Regions from separate parts of the Sus scrofa genome. Here region 1 is linked to region 2. A link is a contact called in public promoter capture Hi-C data. All regions are on one chromosome and are shown on one strand. The core of a region is the stretch at or near the end of the contact, and the rest is flanking DNA. Distances in the headings are between cores, read along the strand shown.

The links. Promoter capture Hi-C pulls out the DNA fragments that hold promoters and counts their contacts.
Region 1: a promoter capture Hi-C map of liver shows a contact between it and region 2, with 6 times the contacts expected there. The contact joins the enhancer-like site here to the promoter of BMP6 in region 2. A contact is called at or near these places in 2 of 5 promoter capture datasets (liver and skeletal muscle) and 6 of 47 Hi-C or Micro-C datasets (fetal skeletal muscle, liver, mesenteric adipose tissue and 3 more).

The regions. Positions count from the first base shown.
Region 1 is chr7:5,185,045-5,190,126 of Sscrofa11.1, reverse strand. All of the region lies in intron 2 of BMP6 (bone morphogenetic protein 6), which reads right to left. Among named protein-coding and RNA genes, the nearest start is that of TXNDC5, 49 kb to the left of the region's middle. Within about 2 kb of position 3,821, at least 6 of the 83 cell types and tissues checked have an H3K27ac peak or open chromatin away from gene starts, as enhancers often do. A contact at or near this core is called in liver and mesenteric adipose tissue, where this site is marked.
Region 2 is chr7:5,055,936-5,060,902 of Sscrofa11.1, reverse strand. BMP6 (bone morphogenetic protein 6) reads right to left here and starts at 2,086. Exons shown (of 7, transcript NM_001168001.1): 1 at 1,322-2,086. The coding sequence starts at 1,961.

The DNA.
Region 1 (5,082 bases), core at 2,572-5,071, 130 kb before region 2:
GTCTCAGGTGTCTCACTTTCATGCCAGTGGAGATAAGAGTTCATGGAACTTCCCTTGGGTAGGCAGCGAGGAATACCCAACAGAATTCATAGAGCGACTGGCCCCTGAGAGTCCGGCTCTAAGAACTGCTTTTCTAAGAAAACTGCTCTCCTAGATCCTGGAACTGGCTCAACTGCTGGGTTCAGCTCTTGTTTGCAGAACTATACTGTTTGGTTAATGACTCAAACATCAACATTTGTGGGAGTTCATTATAAAGATTTCCAAATAAAAATAATAAAAATACGATACTTCAGCGACGTATGCTTCTGGCTATGATGTATCAAACTAACACGCACACTGAGAACGACTGAAAAAACAAACCTGATTGAAGCCATCTTAGAGCAACCTAGAAAGGCAACACCGGATGGATCAAGATCTCAGAGAGAAGAGAAATGCATTGAGGTGAACTTTGTGTTTGCTGTGGCTTGTTCATTTCAGGGCATTTGGTAATTCTGAGCATGACGCAAGGATGTCAAACAGAAAGGAAGAGCAGCCTAGAACGTAGAGCAGTGTCGCTGGCTAGGGACAAAAACTGGAGCTTCAGAAAGTTATGACTTGAAGGACTAAGGTCCCAAAGGAAAGGGGCTGCAGAGAAGTGAGCTCATAAAAGTGAGCTCATAGAAGTTTGGGTTCACCTCCTCCAAGACCTTGGCTCCTCAAGTCCTGGCTGCCATGATCTCCAGTATTTCCACTTGAGATATCTGCCAAATATTAGGCTGTGTTTGCAGGGGGTAGGAAGCTGAGAAAACAAGCAGAAAGAAACCGCTTAGAGGATAAAGAAGCAAAGCAGAGTTTTTGGCAGTCTCGAACTGCTGGGGAGTTAAAAATTCGAGGTCAGAGCCTGCCAAGGAATGGAACTTCTGATAAACAACCTAGACCTTCATCTGAGGCCCCTAAAGAGCTAAATTGCAAGAGAAATAGAGAACCAGAAACAGAGACGCTTAACACATCCGAAATCCAGCCTCTTTTGATGCAAAAGACAAGGTAATCTGCCTGCCTTCTGGAAGAAAATGAAATCCAGCCCGGAAGGAGATACCACTATCTAGAACTGTTTTTCATAATGTTCAGAACATAATTTTTACACAGTATCAGGCATGGCAGGAAGTCAAACTGAACAAAGGAAAAATCAAGAGAACAAACAGATAATGGAAACAGACCCACAAGTGATCCAGATAATAGCATTTTCAGACATGATCTTAGAATCTAAGTCTAGCCTTATATAAAAAGGATAATAAATTACAAGTTGGGGTGTGTGTGTGTGTGTGTGTGTGTGTGTGTGTGTGTGTGTGTGTGTGTCTTTTTGGGGCCACACATGTGGCATATGGAGGTTCCCAGGCTAGGGGTCGAATTGGAGCTGTAGCTGCTGGCCTACTCCACAACCACAGCAATGCCAGATCAGAGCCATGTCTGCAACCTACAGCACAGCTCATAGCAATTCCAGTACCTTAACCCACTGAGCGAGGCCAGGGATCAAACCTGCATCCTCATTGATGCTAGTCAGATTTGCTTCTGCTGAGCCACAAGGGGAACTCCCACAAGTTGGGTTTGATCCAGGGGTGTGAGGTTGGTTAACACTTGAGAACCATTTAATGTAGTATATCACATTAACACTGTAAAGGGGAAAAAATCACATGCAGACATCCCTCTGTATCCATGGGAGACTGGTTCCAGGACCCTCCGTGGACAATAAAATCTGCATATGCTCAAGTCGTTTATATAAAAATCACACAGTATTTGCATATAACCCACCCAATCCTCCTGCATATTTTAAATCATCTCTAGATTACTTGTAATACCTAATACAATGCAAATGCTGTGTGAATAGTTGCCAGAACACAGCAAATTCAAGTTTTGCTCTTTGGAGCATTTTGGAATTTTTTTTTCAAATATTTTGATCCATGGTTGGTTGACTCTACAGATGTGAAACCCACAACTATGAAGGACCAACTGTAATCATCCCAAAAAATTCAGGGGAAAAAACCTGACAAACACATTTTCTTGCTCTCTTAGCAGCTAAGTAATATGTGTGAGTTACTTAACCTCCTGTAGTTTCCTCACAAGTATTAAGAAGATGCATTTCTTCACTTCTTCAAGACTCTGGAGTTAGGATGAATCATACAAACCAGACTTAAACACACACACACACACACCACACACACACACACCCCACTTTGCCTGTTTGCAAACAGGAGTAAATTGAGATACTGCATATACCAGGAGGAACTGAATTTTAACGTTGGTAATTCATTCTCACTTTAAACGTCTTCCAAAAATGACAGCATGATAGAACACAAAAAAGTAAAATCACATGCACAGAAGTTAGACTTCACTGCTAAGTGATACAACTGCCAAAACACACGTGGTAGACTGGATTTCAAAATGAGCAGAGGCCCATGTGGCCAATCCAGGTACCAAACAGAACCATCTTTCAGACAATGAAAACATTTCTGGCTAGCTTTCAAGAGATGCTGTTTGACCTTCTCAGTATACAAAACTGAATTCAGAAGAGCCAAAGTATGTCTTCAACCAAATAAGAAATGTAGATGAAAATGATATTCTTAAAGGCCTCCAAATGCACTGTTAATATCAAGGTGCTATTAGGATCATGAGTACATGCTATGAAAAGCTACCAACACGCTACCATACAGGACAATGGAAGGTGGACAGTTAATCGGAACAGCCTTTACCCTCCAAGTACGAAGACAGTTGAGTGTGTAGGAGATGCAGGAGAAAAGGGTAAAAAAGTAAATGGCCGAAGACCTAATACTGTGAATAAGTACAGGTACTTTCACATAAATTTATTCCAATCTTTCTTCTCCTCCACAGCCCTCCTTAGAAAAGCTACCAACAGATCCACGATTGACCAATAGGTCAATGCAGGTTTGCAGGGTTTTCCACTGAAAGGCCTCAAAAATCAAAATACCAGGGCCTGAATTCTAATAGAACCACTTTTGCCCCCCGACAGAGCCACCTCACATGCCATCCAAACAGAAGTATCCTTGAGATGTTCACAGCTAAGCTAAGGAGATGAAGATACAAAGTGTGCCATAACGGACCCGCGGATGTCTTTCTGGAATTTTGTCTTTATCTCAACACTCTCCCCATGTCACTGGGGTGACTTTTGGGAAGCAAAGCAGACAATAGCTTGGGCACAACTTGGACTTGGCAGAATCTCTATGTGCCACGTTTCATCCTTCTCAAAGGGTAACCTGCCTGCCCAACTGTCTGATGTGGTCATGGCTAAATCCTCACGATGCAACACAGAGAAGGGCTTTTCCAAACTCTCGGCACTACGTAAATGCCCATTTCCACCAGTGTCATCATCAAAACACGACAATTTATGACACCAGATAGTAACACCAAACTCATCCTAAAAATCAACATCACATCATAACACAGAGTCAATTTTTAACATAAGCGATAAAGGGTAAGTACCTTGTGCCACTTTGATTGGACTGTGTACACAGTTGGGTTGCTGACCTACAAACTGTTCCAGATCTTTCATGGACTTAGAGTCCCTCCTAGGCTTGTTCTCAAGGTTGGAATGATGGGTCACACAGTTCCCTGATCTTCCTCAGAGCACCATCCATGCCAGTCATCCCCTTCTGAATGTAGTACGTGGTCCAGGGATGTCTTAACAGAGTCAGAGGAATCGGCTTCTGCAGGGTTCACAGCAGGCGCCTATCTTCCAAAACTCTTTTCTGTCCCTCCCTGGGTCAGGCTTCCGGAGCTGCCTTTTGTACCAGGAGGCCCAACCCAGAACTTCTGCCTCAGCCGCGAGTCTGACTCAGCATCGAAAAACCTGCCTCTTTTTCTTTTTTTTTTTTTCATTTTCAAGGAGGCCAACTGTTATGCAACACACACATTTGTTAAGTTAATCCATCAAATACTGCAAACGTCACTTAGACATTAGACAAATGTGTTTCTTCACAAGCCTGGAGAATCCTTTTTAGTCCAGACACCCCTAGACGGTACAGATGGGGAGAGTGGACCCTTCCCCAGAAGGGGTCCCGCAGATCCAGGCGGAGGCCTCTGGAAGAACAGGAGGAGACCACAGGCAGCCTGGGCTCCGGGCCCACCGATAAGAAGAGAGAAATCTCCTCCCGGCCTGCCTGGAACTCTTCAAAAGCATGACATTCTCCCAATTTCTCCAGTTCTTCCCCTTTCCTGTGCACAAAAATGAAACACATCCAGTCACCAAATATCTCCATCCTAGAGGGCAGAGGAGTTACAAGCCTGCTTTGACAGCGTCAGCAAAGGTTGAGCCCATTTGGGAGTCTGTCTGCCAAGCTCACGGCCTGGAGAAACGACGACACCAACCACCTTAAGCACAAGGCAGCTGTTCGGTTTTGGCCGGGGTTCAACATAAACCTTACAAGAGGTCTGCTAGCGCGTGCTCTCGCTTTTCCTAAATAATAATAATTTTGAAAAATTCCACAGTCACAACCCCTCCAATCTCGTGTTTTCCCTATAGAGCTTTTCCTGCAGAACAGAGAAAACTATGTTTTCCAAACAAATGACTGAGCCAAATAGGCCCCAGCAGAGAAAGACAAGAGGACAAATCATTAGACAGACTGAACGTCCAGGGCGAAAGCAGTTCCCAAGCATCGCTGATGATCGAAAGATGAAAATCTAACAATGAATAATTTGCTTTTCACAAGAGGCCCTGAAGAGATAAGTCTTTGAAGACTCTTTTATGTGGGAGGGAAAAATCAGCCATCAGAAACCCTCCCGTCTGTTACGGATTTTGGTCAGTTATAAAGATACCACAAGGGCTATATTTTGTTTATAATTTAACCGGCCCAGCTACGAATTCAGGGCAACCATCAGTGTGCACCTCCACCACCATGACGTGTCCCCAAAGCCTGGCGTGTCCTTCTTCTCTGGTTCCTCATTAGGGACCTGGATATGCAGCAGGGCCGAACACTGGCAGGGCTCTCCAAACGATCCTTTCACGGGGCAAGTTCACGTTTGGTGTTTCAGCGTGTGCATTGGAGACAGAACCCCGCCCCGCCCTCCCCGCGATAACCTAAGGGCAGGAGA
Region 2 (4,967 bases), core at 837-3,336:
CTTGGATGCCAATCGCCCTGCTCCACATCCTCCCCAACCTCCCCCCTCGCCCCCCACTCCTCCTTTCCTCCCCCAAAGCAGTGGAGCTAAGGATCATTTCCTAGACATACTTGTCAAGGACTCACTTAAATTCTTTCACACGGGAATCATTCAAGTAAATCATGTCCTTCAAAGAGGGCTGTCTGCGACCGTGTCTTGGAGACGCGGGTGCTACTTTGGCCAGTGTCTGCTAACCCACTCTGGAGCCTGGACAGGGCCACACGTCGCCCACCGGAAAGAAGTCCGCGGAGACCCACCCCACCGCGCTGCTGCACCCACTCCGCGCGTGGCTTCTGCGCCCTATTCCTCCCAGCGGAGAACGCGCTCCCTACACCGCTTTGTCTACGCTGAGTCTGCTTATGAATGAAGAGCAGCGCAGACTGGAGGCACTGACTCTGGAAAAGGCCTTCCTTACACGGTTCTCAATTACAGATGAGACGACTCTAGGGGGAAAAGGCTCAGTGACTCCGTCCGGGTTTGCCACAGAACATTTGTGGCTGAGCCCGATTTAGCCGCCCTCGAATTTCCATTCTGGTTGCCTGGCAACCGGCTCAGACCAGCTCAGGGCCCAACCCCGGCCCCCCACCCGCCCCCTTTCTCTGCTCTTGCAACTTCAGCCGCACCGATCAGAAGTTCAGCCTCTTGGGGCGCTGGCCAAAAGCAAGTGAGCGAGGGTACTGGGTGGGTTACCCCAACTGGGCTCGGGATCCGGCCTCAAAGCCGCGCGAGCCCCGCCTGGCTGGGACTGGCGGTCCTTTCGGGACCTCCTTCTGCAACCCTCCTCCCCCAATTCCGTGGATACCGAATAACACAGTCATGTCAAGTTTCCAAAGTACTCAGCTGCTGTCGGATTCCCTAAAAGTCCCGGTGGGAACCCTGGCACTCAGAGCGTTGAGGATGCAGAACAAAACAAGAGGGGAAGGTTGTTGAAGAGCCTTCTTCCCAGCTGGAGCCAATCCTGCCCCATTTTTCTGCCACAATAGAGTGAACGGGGCCCAAACCGGGCACTAGTGGGGAAAGCGCGGGACGCGCTCAGGCCGTCACCGAGACGCGCCCCAGTCTGCCGGCCGCCTCCCGCCGCCCGGTCCGGCGCGCGGGGAGTGCCCTTGCGGCTCCCGCAGCGCAGGTGACGGGAGGGCAGCCGGCCTGTCCCCGCATTCCCGCCGCGCCACCCCGGACCCCCGAGCCAGGGGGCTTCTCCACCCTCTCAACCCCACTCCCTGGGCCAGAGAGACTGGAAAGGAGAGAATATTCCAGCCGTTACGCTACCCCCAGTCCTTACCCAGGTTCACAAAGCTCATGACCATGTCGGCGTCGTTGAGGAAGGCGCTCTCCTGCGCGCTGGTCAGTGGGGAAGCGCTGCCACCAGGTCCGGCGGCCAGGAGGCTCCTGCTGCCGAGGGGATGCGCGGCGCGAGGGGGCGGCTGCCGAGGCGGGGACGAGCCAGTCCCTCCGCGCAGCCCGGGCTGCCCCATCTCCTTGTCCGAAGCCAGGTCCTCTTCGTCGTCGGCGGACAGGGCGTTGTACAGGTCCAGCATGAAGAGGGGCGCAGACTTCAGCCGCCCGGGCGGGGGCTCCCCGTGAGTCTGCTGCTGCTGCGGGAGCGCAGGGGGCTGCGGCTGCTGGAGGCCATGCAGGGGCCGGGGCCGGTGCGGGAGCCCCAGCACCGAGAGGATCTCCTTCTGCATCTCCCGTTTCTCGTGCGTCTTGAGCCGCCGGTAGAGGAAACCGGAGGAAGAGGTCTGCGGCGGGGGCGGCTGCTCCGCGTGGCCCGGGCTCCCGCCGTCCCCCAGCAGCGCCCCCCCGGCGGCGGCGGCGGCGGCGGCGGGCAGGGGCGGCCGCAGCGACGGTGGCCCGCAGCAGCTGCACAGCAGCCCCCACCACCAGCACAGCCACTGCGCCCTCCGCCCCAGGCCCGGCATCCCCGCCCGGCCGGGCTGGCCCCGCGGGCCCCGCGAGGCGTGCAGCGGCTGAGCGAGGCTGGAGCGCGGCCGCTGTGGCCCTTGGCGTGAACAGCCCCCGCCAGCTCCCGGCGGGCTCGCTTCCCCTTCCTGGCCCTCAGTCCTTATCTCTCATGGTCGTCTGGGGCGCCCCCAGATGCCCAGACTGGAGGGGAGACGAAGGGGGCGATCCCCGGGAGAACCACTGGAGAGGAAGGGGGAGCCCCGCACTCCCGCGCAGATCTCCGGAGGCTGACGGTCCAGACCAGGTGCGTCCGAGTGGGGGCCGCGCTGCCGCCAGCGCCCCCGCCCCTGGGCGGGTCACGGCACGGTCTCTCTCGGGTCTGGCTGCCCGCGCACGTGCGCTGCCTCGCGCCCTCCCGGGAGGCTGAGCGGGACCCGGGACGGCGGGGGAGCGGGGCCGCTCACCAGCTGCGGGGGATACCCGTCATCATCCTCGCGCACGCCTCGCCCCGACTCGCGCGGCCGCGGTGAAGTTTACCCCGCCGTAGGGCCCGGGCCGTGGCGACAAGGCGTCCCAAGATGCCAGCCTTCTCCGCGAGGCTGAAACTTCCCAGTCGCGCACAAACTCTGCGCCCCTCCGCCCTCGGGCACTGCCGCTCTCGCTCAAAATCTCCACGCGCCGCTCGACTCCCCAGGCGGAGGCGGTGAGGCTCTTGCTTTCCGTTCGGTGTTCGCCGGGCTGCCCTGCAAACCCCCCTCGCAGAAGGGACGAGAGGCAACCGGACCCGTGCTCAGGACAGCGCAGTCGGCGCGGGGTTTCACCGGCTCCCGCCTCCCAGCGCGGTGCTGCCGGCAGCGGCCAACGTGGGCTTTCTGGTGCGCGTCTAGCTCAGGTACCGCACTCCAGCCCCTGGGACGCCCCGCCCTCCCGAGTAACGGGCAGGCCGGCGGCCAATAGAGAGGCGCGTCTCGTCTGTATTTAAATAGGCCCGCCCCCTTCTTTCACCCTCCCTCTCCCCCGAGGCGTTGCCTCCGCAGCGCGTAGGTTTCAAGCACCGAGAATTCTCGCCAGCGCCCAAGGAGGGGCGAGGTAGCAAAGGCAAAGAGATCTGATCAACACCCCAGTGCGAACCTCTCTTCTTTACGATCACATAAAAGGCCTAAATGCTGCCTTAACTAAATAAAAGCAAAATCAGCTGTTAAATCAACGCCACCTGAATCAACTGAGGAAGACCAGAGAAGTATGGATTTCCCATTTCTTCCTTATTTTCGCTAATTGATGTTATATAGGCGTTTAGCGTGACTTCCAAAGGCAGCTGGTGGAAGTTGGGACACACCCTCGCAGAAGCTGCTCCCAGACGCCACAGAGAGGACCAAATGTAAGCCAGACCCAGTGTCCTGAGGGCTCCGGGACGGGGTATTTTGATTTATCTCTTCATTCCGGCTTCGACTTGGCTTCTAAAGCTGGCATGCCAAAGGAGGAGGATGTAATCAGTATAATAGAAAAGCCCCCCTCCCCCCAGCTTCTTGGAAATGTGTCTCTGCTGCTCCCGTTTGTCTGTTGATGTCGCATCCTAAAGTACTGAACAGGATGCAAGATCATTAAAACTTGAGAGGTGGTAAAGGCAATTTCAGAAAGGGGAGGGGCTTGGCATGCTCCCATGCAGGATCAGAGACAGGGCCCTGAAACTCAGGTGGCTGGGAGCATGAGGCAAGGCCCAGCAGGTAAAACCTATCATAGCCCACTTGGGTTGCCCACTTCTCGGTTAAAGACACTGTCCCCTCACCCAAACACTCCCACCACCATCTGCCATTCAGGATGCAAGTTCATGTGCCTTTACCCTACCTGAGAATTATCCACCTGCCCAGTGATTGGTGGATCCTAGAAGGAAGGGCTCCTAAAAACGTCATCTTTCACCCGGTAAAGACATGTACATTCGAAATCAAAGCTGCAATGCTGACCTGGCAGCCTGGGTTCACATTGTTGAAGGCAATTGGGAGCCACACCAACCACACACATATATGGGACTTGTGAACTTAGGAGATCATGAGGTTTCTGCTTCCCCAAAGCTTAGAGGCTTTTTTATATTATTTCAAAGAATCTGTTTTGAATGGATAAAGGTCTTTACCTCCCACCATCCCTGGATTGCTCTTAGTGCGTTGTTCTGTCTTGGCCCAGACAAACTCGTCTTTTTTTCTTTTCTTTTTTTATGGCCACACCTGCAGCATATGGAAATTCCCAGGCTAGGGGTCAACTCAGAGCTGTGGGTGAGGCCTATGCCACACCCATGGCAACAGTGGATCCAAGCTACATCTGCAACCTATGCTGCAACTTGTAGTAACACCAGCTCCTTAACCCACTGAGCAAGTTCAGGGATCAAACCCGCATCCTCACACACACTATGTCAGGTTCTTCACCCACTGAGCCACAATGGGAACTCCCCAGACACAGCAGTCTTTAGGATAGACTTCAATTCTACAGTTGTCCCATAGCCTCTGCTCTCAGGCAAGACAACATCAGCAACACTGAAGGCCAGTCTTTAACCATCTGCAGGGATTCTTCTCATCTGAAAAGAGAATACATCACTATATGCTCTGGGATGCCAGGCACCTTAGAATTCAAGAGCCTCCATCACTTTTTCTTCTGTCTGGGGCTGGTTAATGACCGTACACATTCACTGCAGTGCATAAAATCACAGCAGCCAAGCGCTCTGATCGGAAGATCTGGAATCTCAGCAAGTCTATGTAGGCTTCCTGCCAAGGGCCTCCTCCTTTCTCAAACCCAGTCACACCTTCTTAAAACTTCTAGGGAGACACGAACAGAGTAGAAGCAGCTCCAACCCATCCGGCCAGTGGATAAAGCACTGGAAAACTGTAAAAACCCTGAGTGTGGGCCACCAGGGTTGGGCGACGCCATTTAAAAATGCAAAAGTCAGTTGTGACACACCTGTTGCATACCCATCTGTTATATACGTACATGATCCAGTGGAGAACACACACAAACACCCCATCTTCCGCTTTTCT